Regions from separate parts of the Mus musculus genome. Here region 2 is linked to region 1. Evidence: chromatin contacts called from public HiChIP or PLAC-seq data. All regions are on one chromosome and are shown on one strand. Each heading gives the region's core, a stretch centred on a gene start, on an enhancer-like site or on the middle of the called end of the contact. The rest is flanking DNA. Distances are from core to core; before and after follow the strand shown.

The links. HiChIP or PLAC-seq counts read pairs in DNA pulled down with a chosen protein or histone mark.
Region 2: an H3K4me3 HiChIP or PLAC-seq map of bone marrow-derived macrophages shows a contact between it and region 1, with 5 times the contacts expected there. The contact joins the enhancer-like site here to the promoter of Slc25a33 in region 1. A contact is called at or near these places in 7 of 39 promoter capture datasets (the C10 cell line, cranial neural crest, frontonasal cranial neural crest and 4 more), 1 of 15 datasets of contacts at CTCF or cohesin (the NIH/3T3 cell line), 4 of 484 Hi-C or Micro-C datasets (B cells, bone marrow-derived macrophages, embryonic fibroblasts and 1 more), 34 of 115 datasets of contacts at active chromatin or transcription factors (the 230-238 cell line, the 3134 cell line, the HPC-7 cell line and 26 more) and 3 of 9 other capture datasets (adipose tissue, liver and pancreatic islet).

What each region holds. Positions count from the first base shown.
Region 1 is chr4:149,772,109-149,777,132 of GRCm38.p6, forward strand. Slc25a33 (solute carrier family 25, member 33) reads right to left here and starts at 2,159. Exons shown (of 7, transcript NM_027460.2): 1 at 1,892-2,159. The coding sequence starts at 1,947.
Region 2 is chr4:149,977,046-149,982,748 of GRCm38.p6, forward strand. It overlaps H6pd (hexose-6-phosphate dehydrogenase (glucose 1-dehydrogenase)), which reads right to left. Exons shown (of 5, transcript NM_001291004.1): 5 at 2,429-5,703. The coding sequence ends at 4,513. Among named protein-coding and RNA genes, the nearest start is that of H6pd, 23 kb to the right of the region's middle. Within about 2 kb of position 3,131, at least 200 of the 459 cell types and tissues checked have an H3K27ac peak or open chromatin away from gene starts, as enhancers often do. A contact at or near this core is called in the NIH/3T3 cell line, the SCID.adh cell line, VIP interneurons and 9 more, where this site is marked.

The sequences.
Region 1 (5,024 bases), core at 909-3,408:
GTCTCCAAAAAACAAAACTTGTTTATATTATTATAATCAGGGATATCGTTAAATCTGTTTGGGAACATAGCCTTCAATGATTATTCAACAAACAAGGGAAACCAACAGATTTTAAAAGCAAGATCTCAGACTTCTCAAAGGCATTGAACTTAGCTCTCTGGAGAGATGCCAGCTAACAACAGAGGAAAGGGCTTACCAGACCCCTGGGCTGACAACTTTTAACTATAGTCTGTGCCCTCTTTATACTGACTCCTTTCATGCTCTACCTTAAAAGGTGTTTTAGGCTAAAATCCAATTAGAGCTCTGAAAGCAGCTTTTTGAGGGTTCATTTCTTTTCTCATCTGCAAGCACAGAGATCTTAAATGGCTAATGAAGGAACCAGAACTTGTTAAACACCACTGCTTCAGGCACAGCACTAATAAACTCCCTGCCTCTTAATGAGTCCCGCAAGCCTCACTGCCCATTGCAGTATTCTCTATCAGCACGTAAGAGGCTGGAATTGGCAGCCAGAGGGCACTGTGAAGGGTGTGCAGGGAAATCCATCCAGACAGGGTCATCAACTATAGTAGTGAGCCTCAACACAGGCCACTCTGAAACTCCCCCAGTTAAGAGCAGGCAGACATACAACATAAGAGACCACTCAGTTAAAAAAGAAAAGAAAAGAAAAAGTATAACAAACAAACAAAACAACCCATTGAGTATAAACTTATTTCTCTTGGCTTTAAAAATATGCCTAACAGACTTTAAGTTCCCTGGGATGACACATTTATATAAAGTGAGGGTGCCTTCTAAGGCTTACTCTCAAAGGTTAATACCAATGAAGACATGGATAGGAGGAATGAAGGCCTGACAGAAATGGATGAACAAGAAATTCCTCCTGCCTAGGCACAACCATTAAAGCTATCTGACGGGTGAAAGGTACTGCCAGCCTGCCAGGTAAAAGGACCAAGGCACCAGAAACCCTTTCATCACCGTTATTTTCTGGATAACCCTTTCATTAACCATTACTTTCTAGTATATGGAACTGTTTAGGTCCAGTTATAGTTCTCAAGTGAAGATGATAACACAGGAAAAACGCTGCATGTTATGTAAAACTTAAATAGCTGGGCTAAATCTCAAAGAGCTCTTCATGACCCCAGGGCTGGGGACACAGCTCCATAGATAGTTTGAAAAACCAGCACCAAAAGGGTCCCAAGCCACTAGCAGCTATGACAAAAGGAAAAGAAAAATACTATTTAAAAAAGAAAACCCCAAACTTTCGTTTTTTTAGGGGGTTAATTCAGCTCCTAGTTGTATCCTCCTATCATGATGTGTTCCTCCACTGAAAATCACTGAAAGGTGCTTTAGGATCGATTAGCACTGACCAACCTTCCGAGGTCCCCATTTACCGTCCCACGTGGTGCAGACCAGCATCCGTTCCCCCCCAACCCCCCATACTCCGCAGGGCAGGCCACGGGCTGCCCTGCGACACCTGCCCGCAGCTCTGACCCAGCGCAGTACCTCCTGGGCTAGCTGCCCCGGGACCTCCAGCATCCGCACCTCTGCAGCGGTGAGTGACCGCAGCGTGATCAGGAAAACGCCAGGAGGCCGGAGCCACAGGGGCTCGGCGCGATCGCCCCTGGTGACAGTCACACCAGCCAGGAATTGTTCAAAAGGAGAATACGGCGAGAGGCGGCCGGTGGGTGGGGGATGGGACCGCGGACGCGCCGGGTGGAAAGCCGCCGTGCCGGCTGACCCCGCGGTGGGGACGCCGAAGCCACGACCCTCCTGGGCTGCCCGTCCTGGCTTCACCCCAGTCCGCGACGGACGGGAAACGCGGATTCCCAAGGCCACGGCACGCAGGGGGAGAAGGCCGGGGCTGAGGCGAGAGCAGCTCGGGCCCCAGACTCACCCGCCGGCGAAGAGATGAAGCAGCGTGTTCTCTTTCTGCTGAGTGCCCGTCGCCATGGCCGCGCCGGCTCCGCGGCCCGCCGCAGCCGCTCGTGGGACGCGCGAGGTCTTGAGCTCCGCTGGCTTCGCTGCCTTCCTCAGGCAGCCGCCGACGCGCCCATGCGCGCGGGAGGCCCAGGCGCCCGGCTCCCTCCGCGGCGTCGCGCCCGGCCAGTCAGCGGCCTCTGCGGCGCTTTCCAGCCGCTAGGCAGAGAGCCTAGCGCGCGGCCGTCACGTGGCGGAGGCCGGGCCGTGACGTCGCGGGGCGCGGCGCGGCGGAGGTGTGGGCCCGGATCCCGTACGCCTATTGGACGGCAGGTGGATGTGGGCGTGGCGGTCGTGCAACGCGGGGCGGGATCAGGCCCCGAAGGGCTGCTCAGGATAATAAGAGGATGACCAGCAAACTGGTCAAAGCTGCTTGGTCCTTCTCAGAGGCTGGAAACTGAGTGTGTAACCATGCCCTATGCTCCAAACCTCTTCTTCTTTTTCTTCTTTTTAAAATTATGTTTATGTGTGTGTGATTTGTTTTTTTTTAAGACAGTCTTACATTGCAGTCCTGGACTGCCTGGAACTTGCCATGTAGACCAAGCTTGGCCTCAAATTCACATTTTATCCGCCTGCCTCTGCCTCCCAAGTGCTGGGCCTAAAGGCGTGCGCCACCACTACCCAGCACCTTGGAACTTTCTATGTAGACCAAGATAACCTCGAAGTCACATTGATCCTTTTGCCTCTGCCTCTCCAGTGCTGAGATTACCCAGCTGTTTTTTGTGGTTTTTATTGTGTGTTTTTAAGGGATGTCATGGGTTCACACATGCCACTGTCTAATGGTGAAGACCAGAGCACAGCTTGCAGGAGTCAGTTTTGCCTATTCATCATGCAGGTCCCAGGAATTGACTTGTTTTTTGAGACAGGGTTTCTCTGTGTAGTTCTAGGTGTTCTGGAACTTACTGTGTAGACCAAACTGGCCTCAAACTCACAGATCTACCTGCTTCTGCCTCCTGAGTGCTGTGATTGAAGGCATGAGCCACCATGCCTCACGGGTCCCAGGAATTGGACTCAAGTTGTCGGATTTGGCTGCAAGTACATTTACCCTGAGCTCCCGATCTTTTTAAGAATTTCATTCTGTAATATTTCCATGTATAAACATGTATGGTGATTACATATTACATCTCACAGCTCTGAGCTTAAATAGGAAAAAAAAAAAAAAAACACGTCACCTAAACAGCCTGCCCTCCTCTAGCCTACCCTTAGTGTTTTGTGTGTTCTTGATCTTTCTATAAATAGCATTATATTTGGTATGTATTTTGCAGTGTGAATTTTGTACTGTGTGCGCTGATGCTCGGACTTGAGCGACCCAGATCGCTCCTCCCCTTAAATATCCTGGACCACTGCCACAGTGAGCCTGGCATCTTCTTACCTCCAGGTCTGGCTCTTGGCTGGGCTTTGCCTGGTTGCCCTGGCAGCACCCTGATCACATGGCTTCGGTGACTCCATGTGGGCTCGTGTACTCACTCTGTTTTATTCAAACTGTTTGTCCCATTCTGGAATGCAAGCTCCATGGGAGTGGGGGGCCTTGTTTTTACACTTCATGGTTGTTCTTAACAGATTGTTCCTGTCACGGTACCTGCCACCTAGTACTGCCCAGGGAACTAATAAACAAATGTCCTAGATTGAACTGATCATTCTACTCCTCCCCCAAGCCTGCTCAGTCTCTTCTGTTCCCTGCCCTGGTAGTGACTCTATATTCTGCACAGGCACCAAGGCCATTAATGTCAGCTTCTAAACTGACTCATACTCTCTCCCTTCCCCTCCCTCCCTCCCTCCCTCCCTCTCTTCCCTCTTTCTTACTTTCTCCCTTCTTCTGCTTCTGACACTTCTAGCTCTGACAAGTCTTGGAACTCATCCTTTCCTTCCTTCCTTCCCCCTCCCCTGCTAGGGACTCCAGGTCTGTGTGTGTCCCACCAACTCTGCAGCTGAGAGGAAGCTGTCCCCACAGGCCACTCCTTTGCTCCTTTACCTTCCAGAGTATTCGGATGCAGAACACACCAACCCATTGTCTTCCGTCTCCCACATCTGATGAGAAGCACCGCCTTTAACCGGCTGAGCTGCCAGACGTCCTGTGTGTACACAGAGGGAAACTGGAGTAGGAGGCGAGCTGTGAGCAAACACGGCAGATCTGTATTTGATAGTGGGCATTGCTTAGAAACAACTGCTAGGCTCAGTCACCTGCAAACACAGTGATTGCTCTATAGTAAAGCCATTGCTGCCAGGCAGAGCTGGGCATAGCAGCGATCCAAATCTGGGCATAGAGTTCAGTGGTAGAGCGGAGCTCTCCATGTGGGAGGATCCATACCAGCTACACTCTAATATTGGACAAAGGAAAGGAAAAGGTGAGATTCTTCATCTTTCTTGTATCTACCAAATCCTTCGCTTTCGTTGCTTAGGAAATGAGAGCTTACTTTAGCTGACATAGATTTTTAAGTCTTTTTTTTTTTTTTTTTTTTTTGGTTTTTCGAGACAGGGTTTCTCTGTGTAGCCTTGGCTGTCCTGGAACTCACTCTGTAGACCAGGCTGGCCTTGAATTCAGAAATCTGCCTGTCTCTGCCTCCCAAGTACTGGGACTAAAGGTGTGCGCCACCACTGCCCGGCTGATTTTTAAGTCTTTTAATAAAAAAAAAAATTATGTGTATAAATATATCACATGTATGCCTAGTGTCCAAGAAGACCAGAAGAGGCAGTCAGATCCCCTGGATCTGGGGTTACAGAAAGTCCCAAACCACCACATCAGTGCTGGGGACAGAACTCAGGTCCTCTCCAAGGGTAGGCTGAGCCACCTCTCCAGCCCCAGTAAAAGGAGGTTTGTAGGGTAGTGGGGAACTTAAGCAGGGTGCTGCCAGGCTGTTAACTAGAAGGGAGTTGTCCCTCTCTGTGCAGGATTTTGGGGTTTGCTTGTCTATTTGTCTGACTGTCTGTTCAGAGACAAGGTCTCACTATGTAGCACTGGCCAGCCTGCAACTCTCTCTATATGGGCAAAGCTAAGCTTGAACTCACAGAACTCTGCCTGCCTACCTCAGCCACCCAAGCACCGCGCCATG
Region 2 (5,703 bases), core at 1,881-4,380, 210 kb after region 1:
AAGGGACAGAAAAAGATGCATAGAGTTCGTTTAAAACACCAAGCCATCAAAGCAACGTAGGACTTTAACAAACTCACCCTTGAGGTCAAAGAATGAACACAGGGGTCATTATTCAGAGGTCCTGTCCATGGTCACACAGAGACGTGGACATCCTCTGGGACCTGCAAATAAATATACTCCCAACCTTGATCGGCCGGAGGTACAAAACATCCAAGCCATCACTACCCACATGGCTTGCTAGATCACAGTGAAGTCTCTTCGGATCCCTTGGCAGGCTGTCTTGTGCTTGTGACAGAAGTGGTGAATTGACACCTTGCTCAGCTAGAAGCTGAAAGATCCTTGGGGTTCCTCACACCCACCTCTAGGTGTGAGGAGCCTACAGTGGGTGTGAGGAGCTTGCAGAAGGCAGGATTCGATGTTCCTGGAAGACATCTGCCCCGTGCATCTTCCAGGAACATGTTCTGGTTTGATGCCTGCTCCCTTCCAGGGGCCAAACCCTTGCAAGAAATCCTTTGATGCCTGGAGGCCAGTTCTGCTCCACATGGGATGCAGCATGAGGTATGAGCTGACTCTCCTGCACCTGCAGACTGCGCAGCTAAGCTACTGTGGCTGCTGACGGGCTCAAGGTACGCTTAGGCAGGGCTGTGCCAGGAACGAATCTCATCTTCAGCCGGGTACCCCCAAATACTACAGTTAAAATGAGCCCAGGCAGAACAGCGCAGAGCCTCCCAACTCACTGCCAGTTCAGGTTGGGTTCTAACTCCTGCCCGCCATCTTCCCCCACTGGATAAGCTGCCAAACCAATCTACGAGCCAAGTACCAAGGTCCCGGGCCACAGCACGACCTTGGGGGCTGAGACGCTGGTACAGAACTGTGGAGGGCAGGGAGCTGGGGGAGAAGAGAGCAGAAGGCAGATAAATGGGCCTGTTTTCTCCAGTTCAGCTCGCAGTCTCATGACCTGTGCAGCCTGTGACCCCTGGGGACAGCAGCCCTCCCCTGGACAGTCATTCCCAGAGCAGGCAGGGGCTGACCAGTACTGCTCTCCTTTCCCCACCCACGACTCATTCCCTGGAATGTTGCCAGGTGATTTTTCTAGTAGTGAGCGGAGGCCTGCAGGGGTGCCAGCTGTCTAAGATGAAAACGCAGCTGCGGATCTGCTGCAGAGCTGCTCTGAGGGGCTCGCACACTCCGCGGGAGACAAAATCCAAAAAAGGTTCCTGGAAATTAAGCTCTAAGAAGTAACCCCATGAGGGTTTTCTGGAGGCTTCTTCATTCCCTTTTGCATGGCACACCCCCGACTCTCTGTCAGAGTCAGAGAAAGAAGGCAAAAGAGCATGGGGGAGCTCAAGGCCTGTCAGGCTGCGGAGGAGGCCCTCCTGGGAGAGCGCTAAGATATCAGTCCAAGTGGAAGGCAGCTCTGATTCCACTAATTTGGGGAGCAAAAGTGAGAAGAGAGTATTTTCTCCAGAGCAATAGTAAGCCGGAAATTGGGGCTGGAGAGCTGGCTCTGTGGTTAAGAGCACTGGCTGCTCTTCCAGAGGACCTGGGTTCAATTCCCAGCACCCACATGGCAGCTCACAACTGTCTGTAACTCCAGTTCCAGGGCATCTGATACCCTCACACAGACACATAGGCAGGCAAACATGCACATAAAAATTTTAAAATCATTTAAAAAAAAAAAGAAGAAGAAGCAAGAAATTAACAAGATGGGACTACTTAAAGTGCAGTTACCAGGAACATTTGCCTGGAATTAGAAATCAGGATCTAGCCTGGAGATGCTAACTGGCATGTCGCCCCAAGGAGGACAACTTCTGCCATTTGTATGCCCCTGTGTCCTTCCCATAGTGGACTCACAGGCCTACCCAAGGAACCTGACTCAGCCATGTGAGCCCTTCATGGGTCCCCTGGAAAGGAACAGGCCCCACAGGGTGCTGGCATGGCTTCTAGAATCTAACATACAGTTTCTGGACAACACTGGACATTTTCCCAGTTTCAAATCTTCAGTCACTAAGGCCCTGCCACGTGGCACACTGGGCTATTGGCAGGACAAGGTGTGCCTGTGCATAGCATTTAGCATCTGCCCATCAGTGGGGAGACCACAGAGCCACCAGGCAAGGTGCAGACTTTTGCTTCCATTGTTTCAACAGGGAGTGAGCAGGGTGCAGTTAGAAGATCCCAGGCGGGGTCAGAGCCAGCCCAGGGTTACGGCCTGCAGGCCAGTGCTAAGCCACAGCTACAGGGACCCTAAGGGAGCCAGAAGTGAATCCAGGGAGGGAAGGCTGTGTCCCAGACACAGTGACCACATGTCCCTCTTCCCTTCCCCAGGAACCTGGACACCTTGTCCTGTCTTCCCAGCCTCAGATCCCCACTTCCAGACAGGCAGGAGGCTGGCAAAGGCTGTATTCGTCACACTGTTTATCAACTCAATGTTAAGTGGTTTGCAAGCAACAATTTTTTAATGAAAATTTTTAAAAAAATAGAGGGTATCCCAGGTCTTAAGGCTGAGAGCTCCTTCCTGAGACAGATTCGTACACAGATGTGACTGATTGGTAAAGCCCTGCTGGCTGTGGATGATGGTTCAGAAAGTCTGAAGAGCAGCATCTTCCGTGGTCCTGGCTCTGAACATCACTCCTTCCTAACCCGGGGCAGAAAGGGAAAGGGCACACACAGGTGCATGCCAGAGAACACAGACAATGTCCCCCACCAACCTTTCCAATGAAATTTTATTTGTGCTTGCTTCCGGAAAGGAGATCTTTGGTATTTCCCCCACACTGGCCTCCCCTGTGCAGAGACTCCCCACAGACAGAGGCGAGTCATTCATCTGGATAAGAACGGGACATTCTAGGCTCAGGCTGGGCAGTGACTCACCGTTATTCAGAATGGTGACACAGAGCCTGGGCACCCTCTCTCCTGAGGCATGCAAGGCCCCTTGCTCTCTGATGTTGCAACTGCAGAAGGCCGAGTCCCTAAGAACTGATGAAAACGCACTGGGCTAAGACGCCTGAGAGGCAGTGAGCAAGAAAAGCGAAGAAAAGACGTTTGGCACTAAAACCCGCCTCCTGGGTGGAATGTGAGTGGTGGCACGTGGGCTCCCCCACATGGCTAAAGGTGGAACTTCACCTGCGACTACCTGCATCCAAGCCTGAGCAAAGCAGGCCAGGAAAGGACCCCAGGGCGTTCCTCTTTTCTGCCAAGGAATAGAGGTGTTCTGTCAGTCTGGGTCACTGGAGGTCAGAGTAAGCAGAATTTCAACAAGAGTGCCTTTCATACAGAGCCCTCAGCTCAGGCTACACTCTATGCACACATCTCTAGTGAAAGCAAGAATTCTTTTCCATGTGCTGTCTGGGAGAAAGTACAATCAAATAAAAGGAGAGAAACAGATTTCCTGACGCTCCTCATCACAGGAAACCTCTCTATGGGAAAATTCTGAAAGACACGGAGACTCTGTGACTGACACATAGGTAACTGTGAGGACGGGCCATCCTAACCCTTCTGGGCCTTCCCTTGTTCACATGACTCAGCAGGAGGCCTAAATGAAAACTGTATGTGCCCTGAAATGTTTATGTTGTTGGCCCTGGAGGGGACTGAAGTTAGGAGCTGCCTGTAGTGTTCCCAGTGGTACCAGGTTCGTCAGTAAGAATGGTGGAGATGCCCGGCAGAGGAGGGGCTGCTGCCAGACTTGAAGCCAGAGAGAGGTAGTGTGAGGAGGGCTAGCTGCAGTCTGCCCTGATGCTGGCAATTGGCCACATAAGCCCTAGAAAGAGGCTGTGATCTGGAGTCACCCCCGACCCAGGAGCAGACAGAGCCCTCCCGTCTAGATAGATCAGAGATGCCCGACAGCCCAATGACAGCATAACAGTTCTTAGTGGGAAAGGGAGCCCCGGTCTCTAGATCTGGGGGAACTTCTGACGTGGCAGTGTCTGTGTCTGTAGAGAGGGAGAGGCTGAGGGGTAATGGGGAATACTGAGGACAGTGGGTGTCCTCCCAGAGTAGACAGAAGCTGCCCGGAGGAGCGCTGGATCTCAGCTAGGTGCACAGAGGGATGATGGGATACCAGAAGAGGCAAGGCGCCCGGTGCAGGCTCAGGATTGTGTCTACTCTGCTGGCCTGGCTCAGAGCAAGACATTCACCAGGAGTCTCTGCACCCTGCTCCCCATCAACACTGGCCCCTCTTTCCACAGAAACCAGTTTGAAGATCGCAGGCCAGTCTTGGCAGGCCACTTTGGTTCTTTAGCGTGGAGCCTTCGCCCAGTCTTACTGTGTGTTGTAGCTACTGGTGTGTAACTGCTGGAGGCCTTAGTCCCTCTCCTATCTGGGTTTTGAGGCCAGAGCTCTACCTTGTTTCCATGTGCAGGCACCGAAATTCCCGAGAACCAGTGGGTCCAGGAAGTCGGCACAGAGTTTTGTCCTCCCTTCTCTGGGGCCTGACTCTGGTACCAGGCTCCACACAGCTGAGGCACAGTGGGCAGCTAAAGAGGAAGGCTGAGAGTGACTAAGACCAGGATGGTACTGTCATCCCAGAAAGGCCTCGTAATCCATGTACCAAACCAGCTGCCCAGAAAGAGGCACCACACCTGAGATGGGCCACTTCTTGGGTTCATGGCCCACGCGGCTCACCAACGTTGTGATCTCACGTTTTGTCCTGCCCATGACCAGGACAGCTACCTTCTTGGCTCGGTTGATGAGGGGCAGGCTGAGGCTCATGCGTTGGTGTGGCCTGAACGGGCTCTCCGTCAGCACCACCAGCTGATCACCATCCAGGCCTGTGGGGGACTGTGGGAACAGAGAAGCTGTGTGCCCGTCGGTGCCCATGCCCAGGAGCACCAGGTCGAAGCTGCTGTTGGCCACCAGGGCTGAGATCTCACTGGCATAGGTCTGAGCTCCCTGGTCCTCCTCGGCACAGAGCCGCTGGTGCAGGTGCACTGGCATCGGGTGGATGTTGTAGTAGGGTACCCTGACGTGCTGTAGCAGGTGAGCCTGCAGGCCCTGGAAGTTGGAGTCTGGATCTGAGAGAGGGACACAACGCTCATCAACCAGCCAGAGGTGTGTGTGGGCCCAGGGGAAGCTGTAATGTCCTGTGGCCAGCTGCTGGAAGAGAGCTATGGGGCTCGAACCACCTGACAGTGCCAGGTGGAACTTGCCGAAGTGCCGTACTGCCTGCACCGCGGCGGCTTCAATGTCACTGGCCAGCTTAGAGATCAGCTCCTCTGGCCAGGCGGTAATCAGTGGGCTCTGTCTATACCGGGCCCCGAGGACCTGGAAGTCACTGGGCTTTGGGACTGAGCCTAGATCTGGTATCAGCACCTCCAGCTGCTGCTGGGAGAAGGTCAGCTGACCACCGCTAAACTCAAAGTCCAGCAGCTGGCCATTCTCGGCTCCCCCTGGGTATGGGCGTGGAACTTCAAAGGCCAGGCTGTCCAGTAACGGGGTCCAGAAGACCCAGGAGGCCAAGAGGTTCTCTGTGGTGATGAAGGACTCCTTTCGGCAGTGGAAGATGTGCGACAGGAGGGTGGAGTAGGCGTCTTGCTCCCGCACAGGCCTGTAGGCGTAGTAATCAGACAGAGGACGGCCGAACAGGCGGAGCCCAGGCTGGTCCTGCACCTCCTTCCACTTCTGAGTGGGTAGTGAGGGTTTGAACAGGTTCCGGCTGACCAGAATGGCAGGGTGGCCCAGCTCACCGTGTCCAATGTAGAAGATAATCTG